2 separate regions of the Arachis hypogaea genome follow, and region 2 is linked to region 1. Evidence: chromatin contacts called from public Hi-C data. All regions are on one chromosome and are shown on one strand. The core of a region is the stretch at or near the end of the contact, and the rest is flanking DNA. Distances in the headings are between cores, read along the strand shown. Region 1 holds the start of LOC112717375. Region 2 holds the start of LOC112715303.

Region 1 (6,137 bases), core at 617-3,116:
AACTATACTTGCAACGATAATTCATTTGTGAAATTCTATACCATCAAAAATCTAATCATCAAAATGGCGCCGTTGCCGGGGAGTTGCAATGGTGTTATGTTATTGGTTATTGTACATATGTGAATAGTGTGAATATCTTGCTTTTTGCTTTATTTGCTAGTTGTAGAATTTTATTTTCTCTTTCCATTATGAATTCTCACTTTGGCTATGAGTGTAATTACAACTATGTTGTAGGTGATGAGAACTTCAATGAGGATGTGTATCAAGGATGGGACAATCAAAGGTGGGAGGAGCCATATGCATATGATCAATCTTCTTGGCAACAACCTCCACCAATGCACTATGAAGAAGAGCCATTCTATGATGCACACCAATCAAATGGCTATGGTGAATCTCCTTGTAACCTTCAAGCGCCACCACCATACGCCTATAAGACATATCCTCAACAGCAACCTCAACCACGCTCACAAGCCTATTTTCACCAAACACTTCCATACGATCCCAATCCATATTCGTCACACTAACCAACTTTTGAACCATATGAGCCATACATGGAACCACAATTCCAAGATTACTACTCCCAAGAACCACCTCAATACACACCACCACCTTACCAAGAAGAACCGCCTTTTGGACTTATTGTTTCCACTAGATTGGTGGTCATATGACCCCATCGATATCCCCCATCAAATGCTAAAGCATACTGCTCACGTGGAATCCGATCCAACCAGTTGGTATAAGCCTCACCCCGCTCGTGTAAATGCTGATAACGAGTCTCGTACTCGCGAACTGTTCGCAAGTATCCTATCAATAAAAAAAGACCCACTATAAACAACGTTCGTCATAATAACTAGGTTTAAGAATAACTGCAATAGTAACTATCATTCCGATATTGAAGATAAGCTTCTGTAGATACGGAGCCTTGAACTTCCTCAAGAAGTTGGACTCTATGTGTCTAATACAAAACATGTGGAATGCTCTGGGAGGAGACCAAGCTCCGTTACTACGAGCAATAGCTGACCTAATGGAATCGTGTCGATCGGAGATCAAGCCCACAGCATCACGTGTCACAACATGTTGTCGCAAGTTACTAAGAAAAAAATGCCAAGCATCAGATGTCTCTCCCTCAACTATCGCAAATGCAATAGGCATGATATTGTTATTGCCATCCTGTGAAACTACAACCAACAAACAACCCTTATATTTTCTATACAAATGAGTTTCGTCTACCTGCACTATTGGCTTGCAATGTCTAAATGCTCTAATACAAGGGTAAAAACTCCAGAAGACTCGGTGTAGTACACGAATATTAGGAACCAAGTCTTTCCCCCGATGCGCATGCATTGTTTCAAAATGAACGACTGCAGATGTCTCCTTGTGACACATGGCCTCAAACAATATCGGCAAAGCTTCGTACGAAGCTTCCCAACTTCCAAAAATTGACTCCACTGCCTTCTGTTTTGCCAACCATGCTTTGCGATAACTTATGGTGTAGTTAAACTTCGACTGTACTTTCGTAATCACTAATTTCACCTTTATGGATGGGTCAATTTTTACCAATGGCTTTATTGCTTCTGCAATTGTGTTGGAATCCAACTTCGAATGATATTGAGAAATGGTGGCCCTAGTACAGGTGTGATTACCATTGTACCTCCTTATCTCCCAACAGTACTTCCTGGACATTTTACTCACCCTGATCAACCAATCACAACCTGCGCCATATTGGGTGCATTTAGCATAGAAGGTCGTCAGTTCTGACTCATGCACCCGATAATCTACACCTCTAGGGATGGTATAATCTTTCATCGCTTTAATTACTGCCTTCCTAGAACTGAATTCCATTCCCACAGTAAATTCACCATCCATCAAAAGTTAATATAATTATCAACTACGTTATCAAATGATATTTAATAAATTAATAATAACATAAGAATGTGAAATATTAAATTTTCAATATACATGTTTAATTGATAATTAAACCCTAAACTATTACTAATTATATGCTATATTTATGCCTATTTACCGTTGTCTTAAATATTTGTACCAAACTCAACATATGCACAAATCATAATTTAACAATTCATTATTTAAAATTATGAGTTACCTGCATTTACATATTGAGGAAACTCCGGTGCATGCATGGCCTCCAAATCCAACGACTGCATGAAAGTCGGCTCCACAAATGGCTGCTGATTTGCTAGTGCATTTGCCACATCCACCACGTCTGCCACCATAGCATCGTTAGCTTGATCTTCGTCTACACCCGGATCAATGACTTCGTAGTTACTTTCAAACTCTTCTTCACTATCACTGTTGTAATCTTCTAATTCAATATCTCGGTCCGCTGTAGATTGTTCGAACTCGATATACAGTTCGATGAACGATATTCGGGATCGACTTTCAAGATACACTGAAAATATTTCTTACATGCTCACTTCAACGGTCACGAATTTCCTTTGAAATTGAACGAACCCACCAAAGACAGATATAGGATATCTGTACAGAATACACGATACTTTCCTAGATATTAGAAAATCCATCTTCTCACAAATCACACATTTTAATTCCTCGTATGAAAGTGTGAAAGGAATTATAATATCTAATGGATTTTTACACACAAATTTCACTCCTTCAGATATTTGTAATAAAATTTGGCCATGATAATACACTTTTAATCTCACTCTATCATCCATGATAATGGAGAAGAAGAGAAAGACAGACGTGAGTTTAAAAAATTTGGAGATCGGGAGAGGAGGAAGATGAAGTGGGATGCTCAGCTTGGGTTGGGTATATATATATATAACTCAAATCGGACTGTTCGACCGCTTTCACGGTGATTCGAATTTTTTTAAACAATAAAATCAGACTGTTCGATTAGTGAACGGCCCGCTCAAAAAAAATAAAGAAAATCCAGAAATCGCTGGGTCCGATTTGAGTGGCCTGTGAAGTTTTTTTCCTGCAGTAAAAAAATCACTGGGTCCGATTTCTTTGGACCAAATAAAATTTGAACATCAATGTATGAAATCGGTGGGTTCAATTTCTTTGCAGAGCGATCCATCAACCATAAATTGAACGGCCTAATTTGTGTTCCCTTTCAACTGCAATAAATCAGACCCTCTAATTTTTTTCGTCACTTAAACACCGTCACATCAGTATAAAACTCCTCTAAATTCCATAACCCAGCGATAAACCAAATTTGGTGTCATATATAAAAAAAATAGCCTTTGCAATGATCAGGCTCTCGGAAATCTTGTTAATATTTAAAAGATTATTTCTTTCTGATGCCAATCCAGACATTCAGACACGAAAAAAAAAACGCACCAACAAAGCAACAAAAGGACAGGTAAATTAAATGCCCATAGCTTTCCAATTATGGACATTGAATTTAAATGTCATGTGAAGAAACCCCCTTGGAAATAGTAACCCACTACTATATTCTAGTAATGGTTCCAACACCAAGGCATGTCACTTCTAAAATTGTTTTCATCAATGGGGACAAGTGTCATTCCGCAATAGTGCCATCATTAACGACATAGTTTATATGTTTTCTAATTGATCGGTCAATATTATATTAACTGAACATTTTGTTAATTGTAATGTCATCTTGCACTAAAAATAAATTTCCACAAATTGTCACAGATGCATATCTCATCTATTATTAAAAGTAAGATAATCATTTTTATCAATCATGCTTGGGTGGTGGAAACCATCAATTAATTGATTAAGCAATTAAAAGCAATCAACAAATTTAAATTGTCTATAAGAAGTATGGGAAATTCAAAACTTTAATGAATCAATTCTATTTATAAATTTATACATTCACAAAAAATTCGACTCCGTTTTTAATCTCATACAAAGGCATATTCCTAAGTTTCCTTATTTTTAAAATAAGACTTGAGATTTAGAAGCTTGAGTTACCTAAAGAGCTGAGGTGGAACATCTTGGATTGGATAAACAGAACCAAACAACAAACATTATTAGTTAAGCCGAGAAACTACAACAAGCATTCATATGAAAATTTAAACCTGACAATCAATCCTTTTTCTGTATTTTATACTCTAATTTGTAGTAAACAATCGTAAAGGAAATAAAATTCACTACAATTATTTTACGAGTAAATAGTCAAATTAGTCCTTAAAAGATTACTCGTTCTTTAAATTGGTTTTCAAAAATTTTTTTTAATCAAATTCGTCCTTTAAAGATTTTAAATTAGTCATGTTAGTCTTTCTGTCACTTTGTTTATTTATGGTGTCAAAATTTGTTAATGTGATATATTAAGTGACATCCTACACACATTTAGGAGTCTTAATTGATTATTAACATAATAAATCTATGAAATTAAATTAAATTAAAATCTAATTAAAAGGAGAACTTGAAGTATTGAAATCTCTCAATTTGAGATTGATTTGATTTAATTTCATAAATTGATCATGTTAATAGTTAATTAAGACTCTTAGATGTGTGTTGGGGTGTCACTTAAAGTGTCAAATTTTGATACCATCAACAAATAAAGTGACGAAAGAACTAATATGATTAATTTAAAATCTTAAAAGACGAATTTGATAAAAAAAAATTTCGAAATCCAATTTAAAAAACGAATGATCTTTTAGAAATTAATTTAACCATTTACTCATTATTTTACATTACATGTGTTTCATTTCATATATTTTCTTGAAGGACTATTAGGATAAAATATTTTTTGTGTGGTAAACTTTTTTGGACTGGGCGTTGTAATGTTCACATATCACAATAGTTTAAGGCATTGCCATCTTGGACCTGTATTGGGCCAATGAGTCAAACCCGACCCAGTTGTATCACGACCCGCATTATACTTGGCCTTTTTCTTTTTGTCTTATGTTAGCATTGGACCCCAATCCAATAGATCAAGAGAAATTGATCTTCTGTAAATTAGGGTTTCCGCTTTTCAGTTTGTTCTCCCATTCCACAGACCACAATGAAGAAGAACGAGGGAGTCAACGAGAGGATGAGGAAGAGGAAGAGGAAGAATTATTCCGTCAACCTGAAATCCGATAAAAGCCACTACAACCCTGCTCTCATAAGTATGCCACTTCTCAATCTTGAATTTTATATTGTAACAGAGGATGAAGCAGTCTGATTTAGGTGTTGTTTGTTTGTTCAGAGAAGCAAAAAGAATTCTATAAGAATGCGAAGAATGTAAAGAAGTTTAAGAAGATGTTAAAGCATCAAACGGAGCAAAGCGATCATTTCTCGACACAGAAACTGATGATTGAGGTTTTTCGATATATCATAACTGTTATAGGTCAAGATTCTAATAGTTGAATCCATTAACATAAATTTTCTATTTGATGGTGCAGAATAGCAGTGCTGAGATGAAAGAGGATAAGTGCGAGAGTGAGAGGAGGCGGAAGAAAAAGTATTGTTTGGAAGAATTGTACAGGAAGAAGCATGAAGAGAAAGAGAGAGAAAGAATGGAAAGAGAAGCAGCAATGATGGCAAAGAAGGAAGAGAGAGAAGAAGCCCAAGCCAGGAGAAAAGCTCTGCGGGACAAAATGCTTAAGAAGACCAGAAAAGGGCAGCCTCTTATGAAATACAGAATTGAACATCTTCTGAGTACTATTCAAGCCTCATCTCAAATTTAACCATCCTAATCCTCTTGATTCAACTTCTGCAATACCAATAGTTGTTGATTGTGCAAGTTTAAGATCGTTGTTAATCATAACAATTTTGTACTCAAATTGTTCCCGGTATCCTGCTCTCAGCCTTTCACCCTTGGAAACATTGTTTTTTCCAAAGTTAACTCTCTTTATTGATGCCATGAAATATTTACTCAAAATTAGATAGAAAATCTGACAAACTTGAGATTTAGAAGCTTTCAAGTTACATGTAAAATAAATTGAACTTTGCTCATAATATTATACTTTCTAAAAATCTAAGGATTAAAATGGTGTTTTTCTATTGTGAGACCTATTTAGAAGAGTAAGAACATGACATTTTTTTAAAATGAAACAATGGGATTAGAGAGTGCCTAGAAACTGATTAAGGTTCATGTAAATCAATGGCGTTAGGGATGTCAACGGGGCCTGCTCCCCATCCCCGTCCCTGTTCTTCGCTGTGGGGGAATATTATTCTCCTTCTCCATTTTCCACAGGTTCTAT
Region 2 (7,019 bases), core at 1,441-3,940, 300 kb before region 1:
TTGCAATATAGAGATACAAGCTTGTGCAGAAATGACCGCGTTTCGGGGTACATTCTGGCTCGGGCAAGAATATGGGCAATGAGACAGTAGGACTTGAAGTGAGGGCCATACGTCTGTTGGTTGGCGGCGATTTGGAAGAATTCGAGGCAGGCAGAGGGGTGGAGGCGTAGGCGGCGGAGGAGGGCATCAGTGAGGTGGTCAGAGAATTGGAATGAGAGGCGGGAGAGGGCGTGGGGGCGGCCAAGGAGGAGGAGGTGGGAAATGCGGTCAAGGAGCTCTGGGTAGGGGAGATTGTATTCTTCTCGAAGCTTCCATTGAAGTTGGGAAGTGTGGTGAATGGATCTGTGGCGAGGAAGTGGAAACAGAAGAAGACAATGTCTATGGAGAATGGTTTTAGAGAGGGAAGAAAACATTGATTGGGGAAAGATGCTAACATAGCTGCTTTGGATCAATTTGGTTACTGATGGACAGCCTGCAGTTGCTATCTACTAAAATATAAAGTTATGTAGCAAGAAGGAGATGAAGGTGAGGTGTCAAGCTGAGACAAAAAGGGTGCAGCACATGCAGGCAGTCAGTGATTACATCGGACTTTCACACTTTTTCCACTGCTGCAAATTTGAAAAAGTGAAGCTGCACATTAATAAGAAATTAGCTGAGTTACAGTCAAGAGAAGTTTGAAATATTTAAAATATTAGTGAATAACGTTAAAATTCGCAGAGAAATTTACTTTATATAAGTAGAGTTGAGAGTTGAAACTCTCATTATTCTCTTGCAATTTGTCTAATTTCATATGTTTAGCTCGGCTAGTTTTTTTTTTTTTTTTCCAGGATAGGAAGATGGCATAATTCAGGCTATTCAAAGGAGGCAAACGGGCAAAGTTGTAGCTTCATTCGAGGAGAGCAAGGTTCTTGTCACTTTTTGCTCCCTATCTTTCCTTCATTCTTCTCCTTTATCCTCTCTCTCTCTCTCAATATATGCAGAAGCTATAGTTATATGCAGAGCTAAGTAGAACTATCACGTTCAATCACATATATAAACCAGTCTTTAACAAAACATTTCAAACTGACACAAAAACCAAAATTATATGGATACTAAGGTTAACAAGGTTCTAGTTTCTTTTGGTCCATCACTTCCCTTCATTCTTCTCTTCTAGCCTCCTCTCAATTTAAACTTCAAATAAAAAGGTAGAAAACTTTACCTTAACAGAATATTGAGCCAGGTTGAAGGGGCACAGACAGAAGGGAAGCAGAAATAGTCCAAAATCCCTGAAGAAGAAGAAGAATATCTCTGGAGGCAGAAAATTAACAGCAGCATCAAGAACAAATAACAAATCAGATTTGACATAGAGATGAGAAAAAAGCAACAAGAACAGGAAATTAAATTACTTGAACAGTTGAAGTCACCGAAGGAAACTAGCAGCAACTGCAGAGATTGCAGGTGAGATTTCTTCTTCTCAATGCGAAATGGAACTGATACTGAAAAATTTTCCCCTAATGCCAGAGGGAGCAGTCCAATCGTAATTCCGGCACAGAGGACGGTAAGAGTCGAGGGGACGAGAAACTAGCTGGCGAGGATGGTGAGCAGCTGGAAGCGGCCGTCGAGGATGAGTGTTGAGGGGAGGCGTGAGGGGAATGAGACTGAAACTGAAAGGAGGATTGTTAAGGTTGAAAAGAGATAAAATTGACTTAGAAAACATATAGCAAGCAGCAATCAAATTCTAGAACTAAAGCATAATCACCAGGCAATGCTAATAACACAAATATTTAAGTAACATACAAATAACACAAAATATTATAACATGGTCTAAAGTCTTATACATCCTAAACACAAAACATCAACTTATAACCAGAACAAATCAACCATATAATTCAGCAACAGAGAAATCAATCATGGTATTGCTAATAAATTAGATCAATATAATCAGAACAAATCAACCATATGATCAGAACAATGAAGCATTATCGTATAATCAGGACAAATTTTAAAAATTAGAAAAGATTAAGAATCAGAACGAATCAAGCATTAGCTTAAAAATTAGAACAAATTAAATTTTATAATCAGACCTTAATTTAAAAAATTATCTGTGATGGTGGCGTGACTGAGCTTAATTATAATCAGACCTAAATTAAAATAAAATAAAAAACTGAAAATAACAGTTTACCTGAGATGAGCTTGAGAACAGGGGAAGGGGCAGCTGAGCTGAGGTGGCGGAGGGGCTGGCGGCGGGGTGACTGAGCTTCGGACTGAGTCGCGAGCAGCACGGAGAGGAGAGGAGAGCAGCGCGAGAAGAAGAAGTCGACCAGTGCAGCGCCCGCACGGAGAAGAAGATCGATTGAGGCTGGTGATGGACTGATGGTGGCTGAGCAGGGGGCACGAAGGAGGGATTGAGACTCAGAGAGGGCTGAGAGTAACTCGGTAGGTATGTTTATTGTTTAGGGCTAGATCTTTGGTTGGGTTATTCAATAAGGGCCTTTTTCGTTTTTGTCAAGCCATTTTTGGAAATGAACAAATCGGCCCAAAATCCATGGATGAGTCCAACAATGTACTACACAATATATAAATTACATCTAATCTAACAGAAAAAAATATATCAATTACAAATCTTTGAAGCCGGAATCCAGCACGGTTAGAATTCATGAGCCAGTATTGTGTCATGGTGTGCACTTAAACCACCTTTAACACTAGAACCTAAAATTTCGTTTTCCTCGTATCTTGAATCAAATCTCTATATATGCACACATGATGCATCAAAACTATAATAATCAGTTTACAAGAGTGGTGTGAGAAAAGTATAATTCTTATTGCTTTTTGTCAAGGTTAAGTACGTGTGTTAGTTGGATTGGGCTAGATCTTTGGTTGCATTGGTTTCTGAAAATGTAAAATTACTTAAAAAAATAGAAGAGTAAAATGAACTAACTTTGTTAGCTTAGTCATCCGTTTAAATAAGAGTCACGAGTTCAAATGACCAGCAATCCATTCAGTTTACAATTTATGCAAACTTGAAGAAAATGTGGCTTTGATTACTGGTAGGGCTAGGGGCATCGGTGAGTGCCAACATTCGAGACCAACAAGGATTCACTTTCCAAGATGACATAGGAGTTATATTCACAACCTATGTACATTGTGATGTAGCAAAAGAAGATGACGTTGAAAATGCAGTTAACATAGCAATAATTAAAGTATCAAAATCAAGACATAATTGTGAACAACGCAGCAGCAATAGATGATGCTAACCCTAGCATTCTTGACAATGATGTGGCAGATTTCCAGCGCATTTTTAGTGTCAACATTACGGGGCTTTTCTTGGAAATCAAGCATGCAGCTATAGTGATGATCCCAACCAAAAAGGGTAGTATTGTAAATATAAGGAGTGTAAGTTCAAGAGTTAGAGGGGTTGCAACTCATGCGTATACAAGTTTCAAACATGGCTTAATTGGACTCACAAAGAATGCAGCTGCTGAGCTTTGAAATTTTGGCATAATAGTGAATTGTTTGTCACCTTACTCCGTTGCTAACAATGTTGGAATCAGAGGGTTCTTCAAAATTGATTATGAAGGGTGTTCAAATGTTTATTCGAATCTTAAAGGTGTTCATTTGATAGAAGAAGATGTAGCACAAACTGCACTCTATTTGGCTATAGTGATGAGTCCAAGTACATCAGTGGTCATAATCTAGCTATTGATGGTGGTTTTACTACTATTAATCTAATGTTCGGTTTGTTTTCACAATCTTAATTAAGTTTTAACCCATTAAACTTTTATATATGTCCTATTTTGTTTACTAATTTATTAGTCTTGCTCTCAATGATGTGTAATATTATTGTACTGTTTTCCGTATAATAAAATAAAGAGAAAATTTCTTGGGTACTAAGAGGTTTTATTTTTTCTCCCCCTTCTCCGTAACCTTCATAAATCATAAGTGACATATCAACAAACTTGAAGAGAGAGAGAGAGAGGGGGGTTTTTGACTTTTTTAAATATAAAAAAATAATTTTAAACAATAAAAAATTCATGTTATTAATATTTATTTACCAAAAAAATATTTATTTTCCTTAGAAAATATTTTTTTACAAACGAAGACTAAATTCTTAAAGTGGTCTTTTAGATTTATAGTTTTTATTATTTTAGTTCATCAAATTAAAGTACTAAGTTAGAGAACAAATTAAAGTATTGAACTAGTTCTGATTTGTCTCGCTGAACACAAGTCTAAACGACGTCGTTTCGTTTTAGCGCTTAAACAAAGCAAAAAAGAAAAGATGAAGAAGAATTTTTATGATGTGTAAACCGTGTTATCTTTTTTTATTCTCCAAAATGATTTCGTTTTTGCATTGTTTAAGTGCCAAAATGAAACAACATCATTCAATTATATGTCTAACGTGATAAATCAGAGCTAACTGAATATTCTGTTTGTTGATTCAAAACCAAAAAAGGTTTAAGAACTAATATGATACCTGAAACTAGGTCTCGAAGATCAATATAATAAATTTTAATTTGAGTGACTAAAATAGTAAAAATCATAAATCTTAAAAATTATTATAAAAATTTAAGCTACAAACTACTGTTAAAATGGATAAAACTCATCAGATCAATTTATTTATTCTTTAAACAGATAAAGCTCATAAAAACAAGATATTAAATAGCTTCAGTGCAATTAGTTTAAAAAAGAAGGGTTAAATAGACTAATCTATACAGTAAATAAATAGTTCGTTTAATATTTTATTTTTTATAATTTTTATTTGTAAAAATTAATCCAACTCAAATAATTTACATTCATTATTGTTTTTAGTTATTTTTAAAAGGATAATTGGGGATCGAAAAAAATACTTATTTGCTATAAAATTGTCAAAGTATCTCTAAGCATATATTCAATTAGGTGGTATTTATTTTAAAACTAGAATTAGAATTAAAAAATTAGAATTTAATATTGTATTTGATAGCTAGAGACTCAAATTAAAATTTTAATCTATTCAATATTTTTAAAAAGTGAAAATATAAGAAATTGAAATTTTTGTGAATGAAAATTAAAATTTTAATAAAATTCTGTATACTTTATTCCAAGCATAATCCAAAAAGTTAATCAAGTCTCAATTTTTCGGTCTCTGTCTTAGTCTCATGCAATCTTGAATGTAGATAATTTGGTTCGATCCGCCTGACTCAAGCCCAATGATATTGAGCCAAATTTAGCTTGGTTTTATTGGACTGAAGTCAGATCCGATATTTAAAAATGGATCCGAGTTAACTATCCAATCGGATTTGGTCCAAGTATTGGATTGCCCGGCCGAATGAAAAATTAAAAGAATATGTTGTATGCATTAGGTCATGCACTGTCACAGCATCCGTGTGAGACTGTCCCTTCCCCAACAAGTGTAGAAGGTGTTGTCCAGGGTCCACTGCCTTCACTCACTCGCCCAATCTTCCTCACGGTTTAGTCTCCTTTCTTTTTCGTGCTTTACCGGTCACTCCCATCACCACGAGTCCATCACGCAGCAACCACAACAACCCAATCTTCTTCCCCTCAATGATTCTCATTTATATGTCCATGACCATTTACATAAGTTTCAACCTTAACAACCCTCCTTTCAGTTTCAGTCTCATTCCCCTCGTGCTTCCCCTTACCACTCATCCTCGCTGAATCAGCTGGTTTCTCGTCCCCTCGACTCTCCGCGTCCCCTGTGCCGGAATAATGATTGGACTGCTCCCCCTGTCGTGAGGGAAAAATTCTTCACTATCAATTCCATCTCGCATTGAGAAGAAGAAATCTTGCTGGCGGTCTCTGCTGTCGCTGCTAGTTTCCTTCGGTGACTTCAACTGTTCAAAGTAATTTAATTTCCTGTTCTTGTTGCTTGTTTCTCATCTCGATGTCAAATCTAATTTGTTATTTGTTCTTCTTTTTATTGCTTGGTTCAAAGATTTTGGACTCTTTCTGCTTCCCTTCTCTCTGCTACCCTTCACCCTGGCTCATCATTCTGTTAAGATAAAATTTTCTACCTTTTTTATTTGATGAGTTTCTTGTTTATTACCTATATTATTAGGCTGGGAAATGAGAAGTTTGAATTCAGAAGCTAAAATAAAAGAATGAAGGGAAGTGAGGGATCGAAGAGAAACTACAACCTTCTTCATTTACCTTAATATCCATATAATTTTTGTTTTTGGGTGAAATGTTTAGTTAAAGACTGGGGTGTGTGCTGATGCAATACCATAATGTCATGACATACGCTTCACGGTAGTTGAGATTGCACGAAATGAATTATACGACTCATAATCTTGAACTGGCTATGGTTGTGTTTGCTCTGAAAGTCTGGAGACATTATCTATATGGCATCAAGTTTCAAGTCTTCTTAGACCACAAAAGTTTAAAGTACCTTTTCGATCTGAAAGACCTGAATATATGTTAGAGGAGGTGGATGGAACTTTTATTGGATTATGATTTTGAATTAAATTACCACCCAGAAAAAGCTAATGTTGTGGCGGACGCCTTGAGCCAAAAGTCGTTAACGATCGCTTAGATGATGATTAAGGAAGAGGAGTTGGTGAGCAAGCTTGGGGATTTGAGACTGCGTGTCGGAGAGTTTGATGGGAGGGTATGCCTAAACCAACTGCAGATCTCTAGTGACTTTAAGGCCAAAATTTTAAAAGCTCAACAAGACAATCAAGAGTTACAGAAGGTGTTACCGGTAATTAAGCAAGGAAAGTGATGGGGAGTTTCGTGGGATGGAGACGGAATATGGAGGTACAAAGGTAGGATCTACGTGTCGAATGTCGGGAATTTGAGGCAAGGTATCTTCAAGGAGGCGCATAGGAGCGAATTCTCTATCCACCCAGGAAGTACCAAGATGTACCATGATTTGAAGGCGATGTTTTGGAGGCCAGGAATGAAGGTCGATGTAGCATCACACGTTTCTAAGTGCCTAACTTATCAGAAACTCAAGATTGAACACCAGAAACCATCCGAAACCCTTCAAAATTTAGAAATTCCATAATAGAAGTGGAAAAGCATCGCAATGGATTTTGTGTCAAGTA

What was found. A called contact is a pair of places that touch in the nucleus more often than the background predicts.
Region 2: a Hi-C map of leaf shows a contact between it and region 1, with 2.7 times the contacts expected there. The contact joins the promoter of LOC112715303 here to the promoter of LOC112717375 in region 1. A contact is called at or near these places in 2 of 8 Hi-C or Micro-C datasets (leaf and an unstated tissue).

Annotation. Positions count from the first base shown.
Region 1 is chr10:17,655,788-17,661,924 of arahy.Tifrunner.gnm2.J5K5, reverse strand. It overlaps LOC112717375, which reads right to left and starts at 1,866. Exons shown (of 5, transcript XM_025769428.1): 1 at 852-1,866; 2 at 615-804; 3 at 405-472. The coding sequence starts at 1,866. LOC112715302 reads left to right here and starts at 4,866. Exons shown (of 3, transcript XM_025767054.2): 1 at 4,866-5,060; 2 at 5,141-5,253; 3 at 5,337-5,827. The coding sequence starts at 4,955. The coding sequence ends at 5,621.
Region 2 is chr10:17,960,690-17,967,708 of arahy.Tifrunner.gnm2.J5K5, reverse strand. It overlaps LOC112715303, which reads right to left and starts at 2,690. Exons shown (of 4, transcript XM_025767056.3): 1 at 2,162-2,690; 2 at 1,386-1,643; 3 at 1,199-1,287; 4 at 1-608. The coding sequence starts at 413. It also overlaps the pseudogene LOC112717383.